Regions from separate parts of the Triticum aestivum genome. Here region 2 is linked to region 1. The links are chromatin contacts, called in public Hi-C maps. All regions are on one chromosome and are shown on one strand. Each heading gives the region's core, a stretch centred on a gene start, on an enhancer-like site or on the middle of the called end of the contact. The rest is flanking DNA. Distances are from core to core; before and after follow the strand shown.

The links. Hi-C and Micro-C count contacts between places; a contact is called where the count stands out from the background.
Region 2: a contact with region 1 is called in a Hi-C map of leaf, with 5 times the contacts expected there. The contact joins the promoter of LOC123103766 here to the promoter of LOC123103765 in region 1. A contact is called at or near these places in 2 of 5 Hi-C or Micro-C datasets (both in leaf).

The regions. Positions count from the first base shown.
Region 1 is chr5A:427,529,033-427,532,414 of IWGSC CS RefSeq v2.1, forward strand. It overlaps LOC123103765 (20 kDa chaperonin, chloroplastic), which reads left to right and starts at 1,501. Exons shown (of 6, transcript XM_044525444.1): 1 at 1,501-1,734; 2 at 1,822-1,994; 3 at 2,929-3,108. The coding sequence starts at 1,827. It overlaps LOC123103764, which reads left to right. Exons shown (of 10, transcript XM_044525443.1): 10 at 686-1,293. The coding sequence ends at 833.
Region 2 is chr5A:427,687,402-427,690,783 of IWGSC CS RefSeq v2.1, forward strand. It overlaps LOC123103766 (probable ethanolamine kinase), which reads right to left and starts at 1,592. Exons shown (of 11, transcript XM_044525445.1): 1 at 1,275-1,592; 2 at 898-989; 3 at 315-421. The coding sequence starts at 1,444.

The DNA.
Region 1 (3,382 bases), core at 251-2,750:
CTTGCGCAACATAATGATAAGTGTGGCATGCATTGGCAAATTCATAGCCTTGGGATTTACCGCGGAATGCATTGTGATCACGTGGACATCGCGACCATCATCGGTTAGGGTGAGAAAAATAAATAAATGGCAACATGGTGAGCCACTATGTTAAAATAGAGTATGCTCATACATCAGGATATTGAGTCATACTTATTTGGTGAGCCATAATTTTTTGTCTCCCGTTGCAACGCACGGGCATATTTGCTAGTATTATTAAACCATGGAAGCATGTTTCATGACTATAATCATGTAAAGCTCAAATGTTTCATATTTCCGAGGGAGTAGTAGTCACACTGTAATTTCCCTAAAGAAAATAGTAAAGAAACCATTTTAACACTATTGACACTTTCCAACAATGAGATTGTAGTACTGTAGTTTTCACCTTATTTCTTCTGACGAGTTTTCACCTTATTAACCTCGCTTAATAGTTGTTCAAAATGAAGAAACTGTTCTAAGAGCTGGAGTGAGCATTCTTTTGGGCAAAACTAAATGTAATGTTGTCTACGCATTAGAGAAAACATAGATTTTTTTTGTTAGTTAGTGTTTCTGAAGTTATTTTCTCAAAACCCCAAAGCCCTGATGACCCGATTACTGTTTCTGGGTTGATTCTGAAGTTCTATCTGCTGTTTCTTCACCTCTACAGATACGAAGTACCGTACAGTGAGCACAGTAGCTTCACAGAACTCCGAGAATTTGTCCGGTTCATATCACCAGAGCATATAGTTCCCAGTGTAAACAATGATGGCCCTGAGAGTGCAGATGCTATGCTGGCCCAACTGTTAAATGACTAGTGAAATCTACCACTCCACGGTGACAGCGTGAACTACTAACTACCGTTAGTAGATCACCTCAATGAATGCCCAAAGATACAGAGTGAAGGTGAATCACTTTGTTTGCTGTGCTGATGCCCGTAGTTTCTGCTGCTGAGATCCTGACGCAGGAACGTGCCAAATGCTCGATGGCAAATTCTCTGGCAAAGCAATTGCCCCACCGAAAGAAGTGCTACAACACATACTTGTGAACGGGTGAAAATAAAAAATGCATGGCTGAGTAGATCACAATCTTTTTTTTACAGTTGTGGATGATTATGGGTAAAAAATGTAAAATCACAGGACCGGGCTATGTGAGTGAATATTCACAAGTACTCCCAATATTGTGCATCAGTTTCTTCTGTAAACTAGGTTCATTTGTGTACAATCTTTGGGCATCACCAGACGAAAGGGCTATGTAGTGATTATATCTCATTTAATTCGGGAATCCCTTTGTTTGTTTGATAGTTGACTTATGTGCGATCATTCAGTTTGCAATCAAGTCTCGCTTAAGTATACAATTTTCCCGAGTTTGTTTTAGGTAATCCAATTTTTTAAAGATGGTCCAGGGTTTGGTTAAGCGTCTGCATTCCATCCGTAACATTTTTCTCCCTTTCATAGTGGGCTAGGCAGCGAGAAGCCACCCATTCGCAGACAAAGCTGGGCCGGCCCGAAGCGATTCCCAGCCCGAATCCTGCCCGGCGGCCATCTTCTAGAACCATCCGGCATCCTCCTCCTTTCCGTCCTAAACCCGAGAGTAACAAAATCCTTATCCCAAGCTTAGCATCCCCGGTCTCCTCGGTTTCTCCTCCTCCCCGAACCCTCGCTCCATCACTCTCTCCCTCTCCCACTCCGGCGCGCGCTCAGCTGAATCTCGCCGCAGGTACGCGCCTCTCCGTGCCCCGGAAGCTCAGCTTGTTCGGTCTCCTGTAGTTCACGGCGTGATTTTGTGTGCTATTGGTCTCGGCAGGAGCAATGGCGTCGGTGCATCTGTGCGGCCCGAAGGTGGCGTCGGCGGCGATGGCGAAGCCGGCGCTGGCGGACGGGCTCCGCATCCCCACTTCGTCGTCGGCGCGTCCCGTGCCGACGGGGCGCAGGCTCCGGGGCCTCGTCGTCAGGGCCGCCACGGTCGTGTCGCCCAAGGTAACAATCAAATGACTGGGCCACAAATTGTCAGATACTACCGTCTATTCACACAATTTGTGCTAGCTCTATGACTGCACCTTGCACGTAGCCATTATTTCATAGAAGGAAACTGGATAGGGTGTAGGAGAGGAAACTGCAATCCAAACACTTGCTCATATCCAGTTTAGAATGGTTAATGGTGCTTTAGGGTACTGCAAGGTGGAGCCTTAGGTCTGAGAGAGCAAAGATTAGTTACTCGTTAAGAATTGCTTGTCAGAAGATCTTCTGTAATCCTATTACAAAACACAGATCCACAGCCTAAATTGTTTTTCAACACAAACTGGAGTGCATAATTGAATAGGTTTTCCCTTCATATGTTGTTTCTGTTGTACATATGTAAATTTCTGCCCTTCTTGTCTTTATGTATATATTTTTCGAACCCAGCTACTCCGCTGTCTTGATGAATATAAAGACCATTACCATAAATAGCATGAAAAATATGAGATAATTCTGGTTTCCGACCATTTCTGATGCAAATCCTTCAATGTAGTTACTGCAGATCCATGAAAGTTCCAAATGGGACTTTCAGGACTCAAAACATAAAATTGATGTAATCCCCAAACCTGCTAGTAGGCGTTCAAAATCAGCACCACACTTTTGTGAGTCAATACGTGTGAAACCCAGGTGGCAAGGAACAAATCTTTGCCTAACTTGTGGTGTGGCATGGCTGCGCACCAACCAAGTATGTTCATGTGCAAAGCTACAGCTTTCTGCAGTTTACTAAACACACCATATCACCCACATTATATTGTAGTTGTTCAGGCGAAGCAGGTCGTTGCTCACTACAAGTTAGTTGTGATACTGTTTAAACTTCTGAGAACTTAATGTGCAATCCCTGGCCTTTTCGTTGTTACCTAAGCTCTACTGTTTATAAGCTGGTGAATTTTTGCAGTATACTTCTGTGAAACCATTGGGAGATAGGGTACTAGTGAAGACCAAGACTACTGAGGATAAAACTGCTGGAGGGATATTGCTTCCAACAACAGCTCAGTCAAGACCACAAGCAGGGGAGGTTGTTGCAGTTGGAGAGGGGAGAAGCTTAGGCAGCAACATCGTTGAGATCAGTGTTCCGGTATGTACCCTATTTGGTTGACTAAGATTATCTAGTGTTTGGTGATAGGACCTATACCTGTTTAGCAGAGCATGTAAATAAAATAAACTGAAAGATAAATCACCTAAATGTGTTGTTACTGAAGTGCCATCTATGGGCAAGAAATAATAATACAACTTAACTGCATGTATTTGATCTTTTTTCACGTCAAAATCACTCTATGTTCTTGAAGACTACTCGCATGACCTCTTTGTGGCCACAGTTTATGTTATTATCCTATTCAACCTAATATTTT
Region 2 (3,382 bases), core at 342-2,841, 160 kb after region 1:
TAACCATGATTGTAATAGATGTATGCATTAGGAAACAGTTCAGCCCCAAAAATGACAACAGAATACTCGGCTTACTTGGCAACTTAGTTTTATGTAACAGTGAGGTACTTTGAGTGTTATATGGCATATGTACTATTTCTATGATAGGAAATGACCATTGCATTCCTGAAATTTTAAACTGAACCACAACTAAGAAAGCACCAACAAATAAACCAATACTATAATGGGCAATCACAGGAACACTACACAATGCAGGTAAATATTACATGCCAGTAGCACAAACAATTTGCATACACTACGATTGAAGCGCTCACCTGTAATTCCCTCTCCCGATCGATCACCAAGTCTGTATTTGGGCCATACAGCCGAACAGTCACAGACGACTCGCTATCAGAGCCTTCCTTGACAGATACCTTGAGCACTGCAGGTCATTAACATCACGAACAATATAAGATAACCATTTAGGTATTATTGCTGTATCTATGATTTACAAGTAAATCAGTACAGTTACATAGAGAAAATTATTTCCTAACGCTTCTAAAATAATGGGTCCATAACTCCGGATGCAATGACAGTACGAGTGATTTATAAGCAGAAATGAGTGGAAAGCACTGATGCTAAAGAGTATATGGTCTCATAAAGGTTGCCAGATGCAATCAAATTCTAGTGCCATATCTGAAATAATGAGCAAAGAGTAGCAGCAAGCAACATTAAAGCGCAGTCATTAAGTTATGGCATGGTCTGTGTGAACAATTCAAGCAACTGCCTTGTCTAAGAATTACTATAATTACATAGCCTCTGTTCTTTCCTCTTCCAAGCATGCTCAGGTAGTTAGGTGAGGGAGATGAATCAGGAGCCAGGACAGTGCCACAGCCACTGGCAAGGAGCACAACTCACACATGTTGGTGATGCCACCGGACACCGTCGAGATGGAGAAGCACGAGCTGTCCAGTGACGACCACTCCTTCACCAACTCCTTGCAGAGATCTCTGGAGAAGCAAGCCACCTTATTAGAAAACCAGATTGGGAAGCGGGGAATTAATCAGGGGCAATGGCGCATGTCGCTCTCCGCGAGGCATTTCTCCAAACACCATCGGCTCATACGAGCGCGCACCCGGACAGGCCACGGCCCGTCTCGCGGAGACAGGTGGTGGCTGCTCGAACACCGCACGCACACCAACACACCCGGCCGGCGCGTGCGTGCATCAGAGCCACATGCCCAACACGCACCAGCTTGTGCAGAAGCAAATGGGAAGAGGGATCAGGGGACTTGCATGATGCGGGGAGTCATCTCGGGGAGCGGCAGCGAGATGTCGACCGCGGCGGTCGACGTGGGCACCTCCGCCAGCGCCGGCGCCGGAGCCGCCACCGTCCTCATCTTCTCCTCACCGCCACATCTGGCTCCGCCGTCGACCCCGTTCCAGCTCCGGCCGTCCGATCCCATCTCCCTCGCGCGCGCGCCCCTCGCTTCCACACCTCTCTTTTCGCTCGCGCGAGGAAGCTCGTTGTCGCGGAGCTATTCTGGTGGGAGCCTCACGGCGATTCGGTTCGATGCGATGCGATCGGGGACGAGGGAAGTTGGGTGGAGGAACGCGGGGCCCCGAACAGAGGACAGCATTTATAGAGCCCAGTCGCCACCGGCCGCGTGGCGTGGGAGGCAGGAGGGGCCGCCCACGTCAGCTGATGCCGTGGCCCCACCGGCCTACCAACCGGGTAGGGTGCGCGTGGCAGCAATCGCGTGGGCCCTGGATGGGAGAGCGACGGGCTCTTGTGTGGCGTGATGGACGGTGATGATTCGGTGGCGGACGGGCCCACGAAACAGCCACGTGATGTGGGCCCGTACTCCCTTGTCAGTTGCTCACTGTCGCTGGGTCTGTCTCGATTTGGGGCGATGCCGGCTCTATTTCTTTCTGAGATATTTTGGATGGATGCTGATTTGCTTAAGTGTGGGGCGCTAATCATTGTCCGATTCTGGTAATACGTGGCTCCTCCAATTTGCAAGAGGCAATCACGTCAGCTTGTTGTACTCCGTTTTTGTTTGTTCGCATGGGCGAAAGGACTGAAATGTATCCAGTAATTCGGAAGGGAGGTGATACTAGTATTTTGCCGAAGTCAATGTATATGATTTTTTGTTAATTTTTTCCAAGTCGACACCTGCCTGGTGCTTTTTCTTTTGTTTGAGACGGAACCTTGGTGACTACTCTTTGTGCGTTTCAGAGCCTACCAGCATCCGGGCAGGCAGCGTATACACGCGTAGAGGAAGCGGGATGTTTAAATTGTCTTTGAAACACTTTGCCTTGCTTGTGGTGTTGAACTTGACGAAGCTACGCAAGTGACCCGAACTTGATCCTAGTTATAATTACCGCACGATTTCTCGAGCAGCCATATGCACGTGAGATGGAATAAAGTATTTCGCTACAGCAAACCGAACCCAACTTCAATGCCTTCGGAAACAGTCTGTCTGTCTTGCTTGTGGTGTTGTATTTGCGGAAGCATCGGAATTAACGGTGTGCTGTGACGTCCAGCAACTTCGTCGCACGTCCAAATCGAACGGATGCCACAAGAGTTTTGTGCTTGGCGATCTCCTCTTCGCTTCATCTTTATTGCCTGGTCGGCACGCTACTTCCCTTGTAAAATGCACGTACCACTCGCAAGGTCTAAAATGGTCCTCATACTCAGAAGTGATATAATACAGTCTTGATACTTGTAAAAACCTTGTTGTATACGGTCATAAAGGTTGGAACGATGGTCCAGAGTCGAGGCGGTGCATACGTATCTCGTATTCTACTAGTGTCGTGTCACTGTCACTCATTTACTTGCCGGAAACTGGTCCAAATGGTGGTAACTTTGCAATTGGGCCCCTCAAAAACTCTATTATCGTGTCAATCCTCTTCTTTCTTCCGAAACTGCAACCCCATGGTTATTTCATTCTTCCCGCAAAAGAAAACCCCCCGAGGGTTGTCTTGGCGCGGCGGCGGCTGATCGGCGACCATGCAGTGTGCCAATCATAGCGCGGTGGAGGAAGGGAGGACGACGCCGCAACCACAAATGGTGGTTTGCAGCTTGAAGCGGCGATGATGGCGCACGATGTGACGTCGATGTACGGTACATGCCATAACCGTAAGTATAGAGCGTTTTAGGCGCTAAGAGCATCTACCGCCAGCATCCTCAAATTCTCCTCAAACGTCCGCGAACGCGTCCGGTCAGTGAACAGATAGAAGAGAGAGGGAAAAAGGTGATCCAATTGGATCCCTCATATCATTCCTATACGTTTGTACTGTCCGCGAGCCATTATATTGAGGACAAATATAGGGAGGATATGAGGGCTCGCGGACGCGTACGGTCAATCCGCCACGTAGGACGCGGCCCATCCCGGACCACA